Regions from separate parts of the Mus musculus genome. Here regions 1 and 3 are each linked to region 2. Evidence: chromatin contacts called from public Hi-C and HiChIP or PLAC-seq data. All regions are on one chromosome and are shown on one strand. The core of a region is the stretch at or near the end of the contact, and the rest is flanking DNA. Distances in the headings are between cores, read along the strand shown. Region 1 has its middle 15 kb from the start of 4930428O21Rik. Region 2 holds the start of Gfi1 (growth factor independent 1 transcription repressor). Region 3 overlaps Evi5 (ecotropic viral integration site 5).

Evidence for each region. HiChIP or PLAC-seq counts read pairs in DNA pulled down with a chosen protein or histone mark. A called contact is a pair of places that touch in the nucleus more often than the background predicts.
Region 1: a contact with region 2 is called in a Hi-C map of erythroblasts, with 1.6 times the contacts expected there. The contact joins the enhancer-like site here to the promoter of Gfi1 in region 2. A contact is called at or near these places in 1 of 39 promoter capture datasets (macrophages), 1 of 15 datasets of contacts at CTCF or cohesin (CD8 T cells), 34 of 484 Hi-C or Micro-C datasets (B cells, CD4 T cells, CD8 T cells and 20 more), 8 of 115 datasets of contacts at active chromatin or transcription factors (CD8 T cells, the SCID.adh cell line, embryonic stem cells and 2 more) and 3 of 9 other capture datasets (adipose tissue, liver and pancreatic islet).
Region 3: a contact with region 2 is called in a CTCF HiChIP or PLAC-seq map of CD8 T cells, with 30 read pairs. The contact joins the enhancer-like site here to the promoter of Gfi1 in region 2. A contact is called at or near these places in 3 of 15 datasets of contacts at CTCF or cohesin (CD8 T cells, large pre-B cells and thymocytes), 41 of 484 Hi-C or Micro-C datasets (B cells, CD4 T cells, CD8 T cells and 24 more), 16 of 115 datasets of contacts at active chromatin or transcription factors (CD8 T cells, DN3 thymocytes, the SCID.adh cell line and 12 more) and 3 of 9 other capture datasets (adipose tissue, liver and pancreatic islet).

What each region holds. Positions count from the first base shown.
Region 1 is chr5:107,686,652-107,689,605 of GRCm38.p6, forward strand. No RefSeq gene overlaps it. Among named protein-coding and RNA genes, the nearest start is that of 4930428O21Rik, 15 kb to the right of the region's middle. RefSeq lists an enhancer at 111-2,338. Within about 2 kb of position 1,485, at least 218 of the 459 cell types and tissues checked have an H3K27ac peak or open chromatin away from gene starts, as enhancers often do. A contact at or near this core is called in B cells, CD8 T cells, ECoMG-derived neutrophils and 12 more, where this site is marked.
Region 2 is chr5:107,723,063-107,726,345 of GRCm38.p6, forward strand. Gfi1 (growth factor independent 1 transcription repressor) reads right to left here and starts at 1,281. Exons shown (of 6, transcript NM_010278.2): 1 at 662-1,281; 2 at 161-346. The coding sequence starts at 776. RefSeq lists promoters at 912-1,300, 2,697-3,283, 2,868-3,102.
Region 3 is chr5:107,775,817-107,778,952 of GRCm38.p6, forward strand. The region is part of intron 18 of Evi5 (ecotropic viral integration site 5); the gene reads right to left. Among named protein-coding and RNA genes, the nearest start is that of Gm42147, 36 kb to the left of the region's middle. Within about 2 kb of position 1,590, at least 26 of the 459 cell types and tissues checked have an H3K27ac peak or open chromatin away from gene starts, as enhancers often do. A contact at or near this core is called in CD8 T cells, the MNK3 cell line, Th1 cells and 7 more, where this site is marked.

The DNA.
Region 1 (2,954 bases), core at 235-2,734, 36 kb before region 2:
ATATTCATGACTCTTACATAAAAAACAAAACAAACAAACAAACAAAAAACTTAAAAGAGGTTGATGATGAGATTGGGAGAAATTATTAGCCTTGAGGAAAATATGGCCAGAGCGCTGAGGAAGAATTCAGCTTAGGGAGGGAAAGGACACCCTGAAAATATAAAGAAGTGGGGGGATCTGGAGATGAAGGTCCCAGGTGAGGATGGTGGAAATGGGAACTGGTCACCAGCACAAACCACAGCAGGAAGAGCTGGAAAGGTTTCCAGCAGCTGCTGTGGGGATTCAGGAAGTCAATTAGCAGTAAGAGAAGACAGCAGAGGGGGCTCCAAGGGAGGACCCAGCTACCACGAGGAGTAGGATCTGATCCTGCTGCCAGTAAATGTTTTAGCTGCAGCCAAAAAAGATCTATATGGCCTAGCTAGATCCATCCACTCTGCACAGGTTTAAGGCAAAGCCTGGAGTCTGGATGCCTGGGATTCAATCTGATTTCTAATTTCAGGAGAACTTGTAAAGGTTTTATTTATTGACTTTTGCTAACACTTTTCAAGAATACCCTTCCCTAGGTGGGTGTAGTAGGCACATCGTTAATATTTTACAGGAGCCACGATGAACAAAATGTGAGCATTTAAAATAAGGATGCATCTGACTCTACAGCTGTACAACCCTAATATCATCCATCACACCGTAGTCCCGCCCTCCAACTCAGTGGGGGAGGAAACAAATTAAAGCAACAGATTACAAGCATATCACTGCAGGGCTGAGTGTTTAACATGCTACCACATATTTGGTTTCTGTTCTTTTAAATGCTCACTTGAACTATATGTCCAAAGAATTGTAGGTCTCGAGTAGGCCAAACCAAGGGTTGGAGGTTTCCCATCATGGTCTCCACATGGGCTCCTTTGTTTACACCTAAGCTATCCTGCCACAATAAAGAAATGTATATCTAATATATCCTTGACCTAATCCACCTTTTCCTAGCACCAAAGCCCACTTTGTAACTCTTCCTAAAATGTGCCCACGTGTGTAGGAAAATCCTGACACAATGGAATCTCTTCCCAGGAGGAAGTCTCAGAGGGTACTTCAGACAAACCTGGCCCCTCAAACCAAACCTGTCCCAGGTTCTCCGAAGCCTCCTTACCCTTCCTCCTGACTCCACACGTGACCACGTGTACTTGCCTAGCAGAGGTTGGGGGGGGGGGAGAACAGAAACAATATCTGCTAAAAATAAAACTGAAAATAAACAAAAGTGCAAGCACGAGCTTTACAGGATGGCAACGGGGCATCACGCGCGCCTCACCTCGAAACCAGCCTCGCGGAAGCTGAAGTCCAGCCATGCGCTGCACACACGAAGCTACGAGCGGGCCGCGCTGGGGCTCATGGGGGAAGTGGGCGGGGCGTGGGAGAAGGGGCGGGGCGCTGCAGCAGCTGCGCCGGCCTTGAGTGGAAGCTGGGGACCCGCCCCGCTTCACGCCCGCCTACTTTGCAGCCATCGACCCTGCAAATATTTACCTTGGGATCCGAGAGACTGAAAATATCTAGCCGGAGCCAGATGCGTCGCGTGTCTGTCCCTGAAATATTAGCCAAAGGAGTGATTTAACAAAATCAAATGGCGGGTGGGGCGCCTGCCTGGCGGAGCTGTTGACTTTGCGCCAGCTCTGGTGGAGCAGCCGGTGCTGCGAGTGATTCCGGAGAATGCCAACAGCTGGGAAGCAGGCCAGACCGCGGAGGCAAAGGGTCTGTTTTGGTTTGGGGCGGATCGTTTTACATAAATCAGAGATGTGGATATACACCTTCCTTAGAGGCTCTTAGAAATGCTCTCAAAACAGCCCTGGGGCAGTACACCCGGAGGTGGTTTTGTCTTTCTTGGCTAAAGAAAGAACACTTGCGAACTGACAAGTCTGAGAAATCCAAGTGGGAGCGATGCTCAGGTCCCTTCTGAAAGCCAGCTGCTGGGCTGTCCTGCCAGCGCACTGGCTAGCAGGGTTCACTAGCTCCGTTTACAGTGGACAACCTGCGAGTGAGGGCCATGAGACTCACTACCTTCCAGGGCTGCTTTGTGACAGTGAGTGAGCTTCTCACGGATCGGTTAGTGCCATGGTAGTGTTGAAACAAGCTGTTTGTGAGGGAAGACTTCAAATGCAACTCCACAAACCTTTAGCGAAGAATCCAAAGGGGATCATTTGATGACATCTTCGAACATAAAGAAAATACAAGGCATGAGCAAGAACAAATAACTCCTCCCTGTAAAAATAAATAAATAAAAGATATATCAGGGGTGTGGCCTCAGTGGATGGCGCTACCCTGACACAGGCAGAAACACACTCACAGGAGGCAAGCTGAGCTCCACTCCAGAGAATTCCCCAATCCTAGTTAGTGGTCTTCAGAAAATCGTAATCTGTGTCTAGTCCTCTCCTGTTTAATGGTAAAATTGAAAGCTGACGATTTTATTCGTTAGTGTTAGGGATAAAACCAGGTTCTAGTGCATATCAAATAACCATAAACTCTGACACTGAACTACAAATTCCTCAGCTCCTGGTTGGTTTATTGGGTTTTTCGTTGATGCTTTTTACATTTTAAAAACACTTAGTTATTGTGTATGTATGCATATCAGAAGACAACTTTTAGGAGTCCGTTTTCTCCTTCCGCATTGTGGTTCTGGGAATCAAACTCAGGTCCTTAGGATGAGGAGCAAGCAATGCTGAACCATCTGGCTGACCCCTGTTCGTCTCCTCCCGACCCTTGCTTCTCTGTGTTAACATAAGCCCTGTAATATGAAAACTAGAGTTACCAAAATGGTAACTCCAGCTTCTAAGTCACTTGCTATAAAAATCGCCTATTAGCTCCTGCCTCGCCTTTTCAGCACACAGCCTGTGCAAGACGGCCTCTATTCTGAGGCCACTGGCAACCTCTCACCTGGAATTCCAGGCTCCTGTTAGCTGATCAGCTTTCCAGAA
Region 2 (3,283 bases), core at 31-2,530:
CACTTTGGGCAAGGTGTCCAGCACAAAAGCTGGATGCCTCCCCTGAACCCTGTTCCCTTAGGAGCCAGATCCCTAGGCCGACCCTCTGCATCCCTTGTGCGGGCTTCCCTCCGTGCTGCGACTCCAGAACTCTGCCACAAGACCTCGAATCAAGGCTTACCTGGAGACACGGAGGGAGAAGGGGGCCTCCAAAAGTCCTCGAACTCGGAGCAGGGGTCACAAACGCTGCCTTCGCAGCTGTTGGGGGACGCGGAGGCCCTGTCGGGAGCCTCGGTAAGCTGAGAGTCGGGGGACAAACGCTCTCGGGGCTCCATTTTCGACTCGCCTGCACTCACAGCGCCGCCCTCTGCGGAAAAGATTCAGGAGAGAAATAAACCTAAACCTGGCCGAACTGAAGTGGTTCCACCGTGGCGCCCGTGTCCTCCTCTGTCCACTCTGACCCAACCGGGAGCCCTCCCTCCCGAATTCAAGAGCCGACTGCGAGCGCCAGGGGCATCTCTGGCAAGCTCAGCAAATCTGAGCACCGGGAAACAAAAACAAAAACAAAAAAGCACCCGAGGGGCGTTAGGATAGCCTCCCCCGATTCCTAGGAAACGAGGTGGCTTGGAGCAGAGTCGGTGTCCTCGGCAGCTGCCCTACCCGGCCTCTGCGCGCTTCGCACCTGCTCTGCCCGGCGCAGGCACGGTCTCCAGGCGCAGGGAGTAGTCCGGCCCCGGAGAACGCGGCTGGTGATAGCTGTGCGCCTTCTTGCTCTTGACCAGGAATGAGCGCGGCATGGTGGTCAGCCGCTGGACGAATGTTTGGACCCTCGGATACTCTGAGTTCTGAGAGAAGGGGGAAAATTGGGTGGAAACGAGGGTCAGCACCGATGGCGGTTGTGGTAGGTTCCCAGGCCAAGGAAGAGTGTGGGCCAGGGAGGAGAGAGGGAAGCCGCGGGAGGAGGGGCCTGGACCCAGGCGCCACGCTCACCAGGTGGCACTCGGACAGGTGGCACGAATCCCGGCCTCCGCCGCCACTGCAACAGCTCAGTGGTAAAACCTGTCCCCAGGCTCTGGCTCTGGTCCCTTTGCTCTGCCCTGCCCACGCCTCAGCCCCTCCCCTTCCCTACCAAAGCTAGATCATCACTCTCCTGAGAGCAGTAGTCCACAACTGGTCCGTTATCCCAAGTCAACCCTGCAAGCCCACCTGCTCCCTTCTGGGTTGTGGCTCACGCCAGGGATGCGTGGCTTAGTTTAGCCAGTCAGGGGGCATCAGTGTTTGGGACCCGGAAGGGGCTTGGAGCCAAAACCTCCAGGAGCCCCGCGACGAACAGAAGCGAAAGAGGGGCGTACTAGGGACTGGTTTGCCTAGGGACTATGTGCTGCAGTGGCTGGAGCAGAAGTCAGGAAGCCAGAGGCACAGGAAAGTGAGGTGGGAGTGGCAAAGGACCAACACTTGTCCCAGGAGAAACGCCCACTGGAATAGTGGTGTGGCACCGGCCAGGACGGCGACCACTGAGAAACATTCCAGACCTGTAGGCCTTGCTTCAGAAACTAAGTCCCAGAAAGAATTATTTTCTGATCTGCTCACCAAAAATCTTGTCCTAGGGAAGTTGAGTTTAAACTGCGTGCTTACTGGCAAACACGCGGTGCCCAAATTTAATGAGTGCCAACGACTTCGCGGGCCAGCAAGATGAAACCGGAGCGCGCACGAGTGAGCAGTGGCCAGAAGGCCTGGCCAGGAGGCCAGGGTCCCTGAGCATGACCGAGAGCTGGCGTCGCTCTCTTTAACCCCCAATCAGTTCACCTAATCTCGGGTCGAAACCTGAGCCCTGCAGGAGGCGGGGCTGAGACTGCGTCCCAGCTCCTGGCCCGCTCCGGGGGCGACCCTAGGGAGGCCTAGGGTGAAACGAATCCGCCTGCCTCCAAGGTCCAAGGCAATAGAGGCTGAACGGCGGCGGCGGGCTCAAAGACTGGGGCACAGGCCGGCGCACGCCCCGGGTCTTTGGGCTTCGTGCAGTTCAGACTGAGGAACCCGAGCCTCTTCGCCACCCCCCCCCAGGAGCGCGTACAGAACACACCCTGTTGTACCCACTTAAAAGGAGCCCAAGGACTCCTGCTTCAGATTCCCAGTCATAATGTATAGTCACACGCCTTGGTCGGGTTTGGCTCCCAGAACCCAGGCTCCGGCGCTTTAATTTTCCCGCACTCCCTGTCTGTACAGCCAGACGCTCCAACCAGAGGACAATTCTTAAAGCAAGCATGAAGAGCAAGAAAACAGGGCAAGAGTTCTGGAGGCCTCGATGAGGTTCGGTCCTGCGATAGCCAAGAACGGGACCCGTGGGAAGCAGGGCTGTCTGGTCCCGCGCTGGGTCTGCGCGTCAGCACCACGCGGGACAGGGTAGACACAGAGGTGGCGTCCTCGCCCAGGCCACAAACCTACGCTTCGGAGGGCTTTGCTGGGTTCCGGGTAGGAGGGGTAAGGGGATGGCAAGGAGGCCCAGCGCGTGGGAAGGCAACCTCGTGCTGCAGCTGGCGTCCAGGGGGCGGGGCGGCACGCTCCTGGCACAGCGGCCCGCCAGGCTTCCCCTGGTCATCTGAGGCTGGAAATTCGGGAGCTGAAGGCAAGGCGCTCAGAAGGAGGCCTCCAGAAGCCCGCTGCCGCCACATGCCCACCAGATGTTTTCTTCCTGCGTGGATCCCACTCTGCTATCTAACCGCTAAACTGTGTGCCCCTCTATTCCAGATCTTTCGCTCCACCGCTTGGGTGGCTCCAGAACCCAGCAGCCGATGCTCTGCAGCAGGTGGGGACCCGCCTGCGCCCTCGGGACGTCCCCACAGTGTCAATGTACTCCTACCAGTCCTCGAGGCCACCCCCGCCTGAGCGGGAGGCACAGCAGTTCAGCAAACCTACCTTCGGGGTCAGGGCGCGGGCACCGAGCTCTGAGAGTGTGCAAACTGAATCTTGCTTTCGGGAGAGACTGATCTGTCTCTCTGACTTTTTTTTTTTTTTTTTTTTTAATCTCCTTCGGAGCTCAGCCCCCAAAACCACAAACTTCACTTCCTGAGCGTTAGAGGCGCTCACTAGCCTTCTCAACCCCAGCCCCATCCCCCAGTGGGACAGCGGGCCACGAGCCTCCTTTGCGCAAGGGGTCAGGAGGTGACAGGAAGGGGGTATCCTTGCCAACTCCTTGGGCACCCCTGAGCAGCCCCCAATTTGTTTGTCTGTGGGATCGCGGGGCTATCTATAGAGTCCCCGGGATGTCTGAGAAATCAGCACTAGAAATGACTAGAAAGAAAATCGA
Region 3 (3,136 bases), core at 340-2,839, 53 kb after region 2:
GCCCTCCTCTGGGGTGTCTGAAGACCGCTACAGTGTACTCATAGCAACAAATCTTTTAAAAAATCATAACTTGGTACAATTTCTAACACTAAAATATATATTATATATATGCATAAATACACACCATCAAAACAAAATAAAAACATTTTGTTCAAAGTAATTTTATAGCTATGCATCAAGAAGGCTGGCAAGATGGCTCAGCAAATAAAAGTAGGAAAGCCTGACTTTGCGCTAAAAGAGGGAAGTAATGAGTCCACAAAGTTGCTCCATGTTCTCTATGTGCAGCATACTGTGGTGTACACATACCCACATTCACACCCACATGCAATAAAGTAAACAAAAAATCAAAAAGAACACAAAATAAATCTAAAATAGAAAGAAAATGTAAGCAGTGATTAATAAAATAGGTTTACAAATGTTCAGAGATAGCCATGGTGGCACATGCCTGAATTCAGCACTCAAGCCAAGACATAAGGATTTTGAATCCAAAGCCAGCCTGGGCTATACAAGACCATGTCTCAAAGGAGAATGAGGTCTTCAGTGTGCACACTTGCAGCAGTTTACTAGCATCATGTCAGCATGCATTCTACAGTGCACGATGTGCTGGCCACTCTGACGTTTGCTTTCCAGATTACATATATGTGCTGGCTACTGAGTCCACTGGCTCTCCCCTTCCTGAGTTTTCTTCAGATACCTGACATACAAGCAAAATTTTCACCTAAAACATGGTTTTTAAATTTTTATAGGAAGAGGACCTTGGTCCTGTGAAAGTTATATGTCCCAGTATAGGGAACTGACAGGGCCAGAAAGCAGGAGTGGGTGGGTTGGTGAGCAGGGGGAGAGAGGAAGGGATAGTGGGTTTTCAGAAGGGAAACTAGGAAAGGGGATAGCATTTGAAATGTAAATAAAAAAATATCTAATTTTAAAAAAAGAAAAAAATTATATATTACTTCTAGAATTTGAAATAATTACTTAATAGACCTTGTTATTTTAGTCCTGTTGGCTAAAATTAAAAACACTTGTTATAAATAAATATACAACCCTAAAGGAAATAACAGAAACAATTAGTAATCTCCCCCATGTTCTCTTCATAAAGATTTCAAAATAAATCTAAGGTTATACATAGGATGTGGGTTCTCTCTGGGAGTAGTATTACAGAAGGTCTGTGGTATTAGCAGGGTCATGACACAACACAGGTTGCTTAGTCTTAGATGCAAGTGTAGAGCTTACATTTTTAAAGTATTTTTTATGTTACAGACACAGAGAAAAAAACTACCAAAGAAGAGATTGTAGCACACAAAGGCAGAGCCAAGCTCTCTCGCCTTCAAAACTACTTTGTTTCTACAGAATACTTTCAAAAAGCTATCTCTTAACTATTTTAAAGGTTAAATAACATTTTATGGCTATATTATGAAATTAGGTTCAACGGTCAGAGAGGCCACAATATTAACTTACAGCAGAGTGAGGACTGTTTTGTTCTAATTGGTTATTTTCAATTCGTCTATTACAGCCAAAGGCCTTATGCATTGGAACTGCACTAGATGACTGCAAGACAGTTGACAGGTTGCACCCTGAGCCAAATGGTGCTGAAACAGAGAACAAGCACTAACTTTAATAAGTTATTACTGATTTCCAACGCAGTCCCAAGGACAGGGAGCACCCTGGCTAATAAGTGAAGTAATACTGAAACATTGAAAACAACCACTAACTTTAATAAGTTACTACTGATTTACAACGCAGTCCCAAGAAAAAAAGTTAATCAGAACAGAAGATGTGGTAAGTGGTAACCTCTCCATGACTTTGAGGTGACTCATTTGAAACATCTAAAAACAAATCACACTAACCTTGTGTGTAACTAACTGATGGATCCTCAAAACAGTTTCCTGTAACTTAAAGTTATGAACACAAAGTTTGAGTAGTCTTTTTAGTAACCAGAAGAAAATGAAAACACATTTGAGTATCTATAAGATATGTGTTCTGAAAAGTACAGAGGAAGAAAAGAAGTCAGACTTATTTTTCTAGCATTTTTTTCATGGCTAAGTTTGACTTACAAAGAGAAACACATACTAGTATTTTAGAGTGACATTTCTGACAAGATTGGACAAATGTACACATGAAAAGATCAGCCTTAGACACAAAAGCTAGAAAATGTTTCTTATAAATTGTAGTTTAACTAGCAGTGAATTATTTTTGTTACAGATATTTAAAATTCCACATAATTCTAAGTTTCTAAAAATGATGAGATATAATTTACATTAGACATTATTTGAAATAATCTTAGGTTTAAAGAAAAACTGAGAAGGTATTTCCATGTACCGAGCAGGCACTTTCCCCATTAGCATCTTACATTCTTCAGTTATGTTTGTAAAGATTCAGGAACCAGTACTGATACATAATTATGAATGAAGCCCACAGTGTACTCAGCTCTGTTTTCTGTAGCTCCGGGCCTGACTTCCCCACTTGCTTTTTCTGTTGTAAGCATTGACCCGAGACATAGCAATAGATTTATTTATGACTTTAGGATCCTTTGGCTGTAACAGTTTCTCAGATTTGTATTTTTCTTTTTTCATGGCTTTGAGCTTCTCTAGTCAAGTGTTTGCAGACTGTCCACAATGGAACATGTGTGCAGGAAGAAGATCCTAAAATGCCATATACAAACTCTAATGACAAGACAGCAGGCAGGGTGGGATAGTCCCTATGCCCAGCTCTCTTTGTTGAGATAGTTACAAACTAGCTATTTCTACATTTTAGAATGCCTGAAGCAAAAGCCCTAAAAGAGAAATATTTTACAATTTAATTAAGTTGTTCAAAAGGGAAACAATAAAGAAATATACTTTGAGGATCAGATGGAATCTTATCAAACAGAAAGAAGTTTGCCAGCTACGACATAGCATATAAACTATCACCCACTGTGCAACTATTAATTTAGGAAGCTGGAAAGTACAAATCAATTACAAAGCTTTATGGTAAATTCCATAATTCAGAAATCACACTGTAATTTCACACCATTAAAAGGATTAAAATTTTAAAGTGGTAGTAAAGAGCTTATCACTTCCTTTCTATCTCTGTCAAAAGTGCAGGCTGCTCTGGGCACACTGATTTAAACCTAGATCCCACATTCTCTGTCAGAACAGAA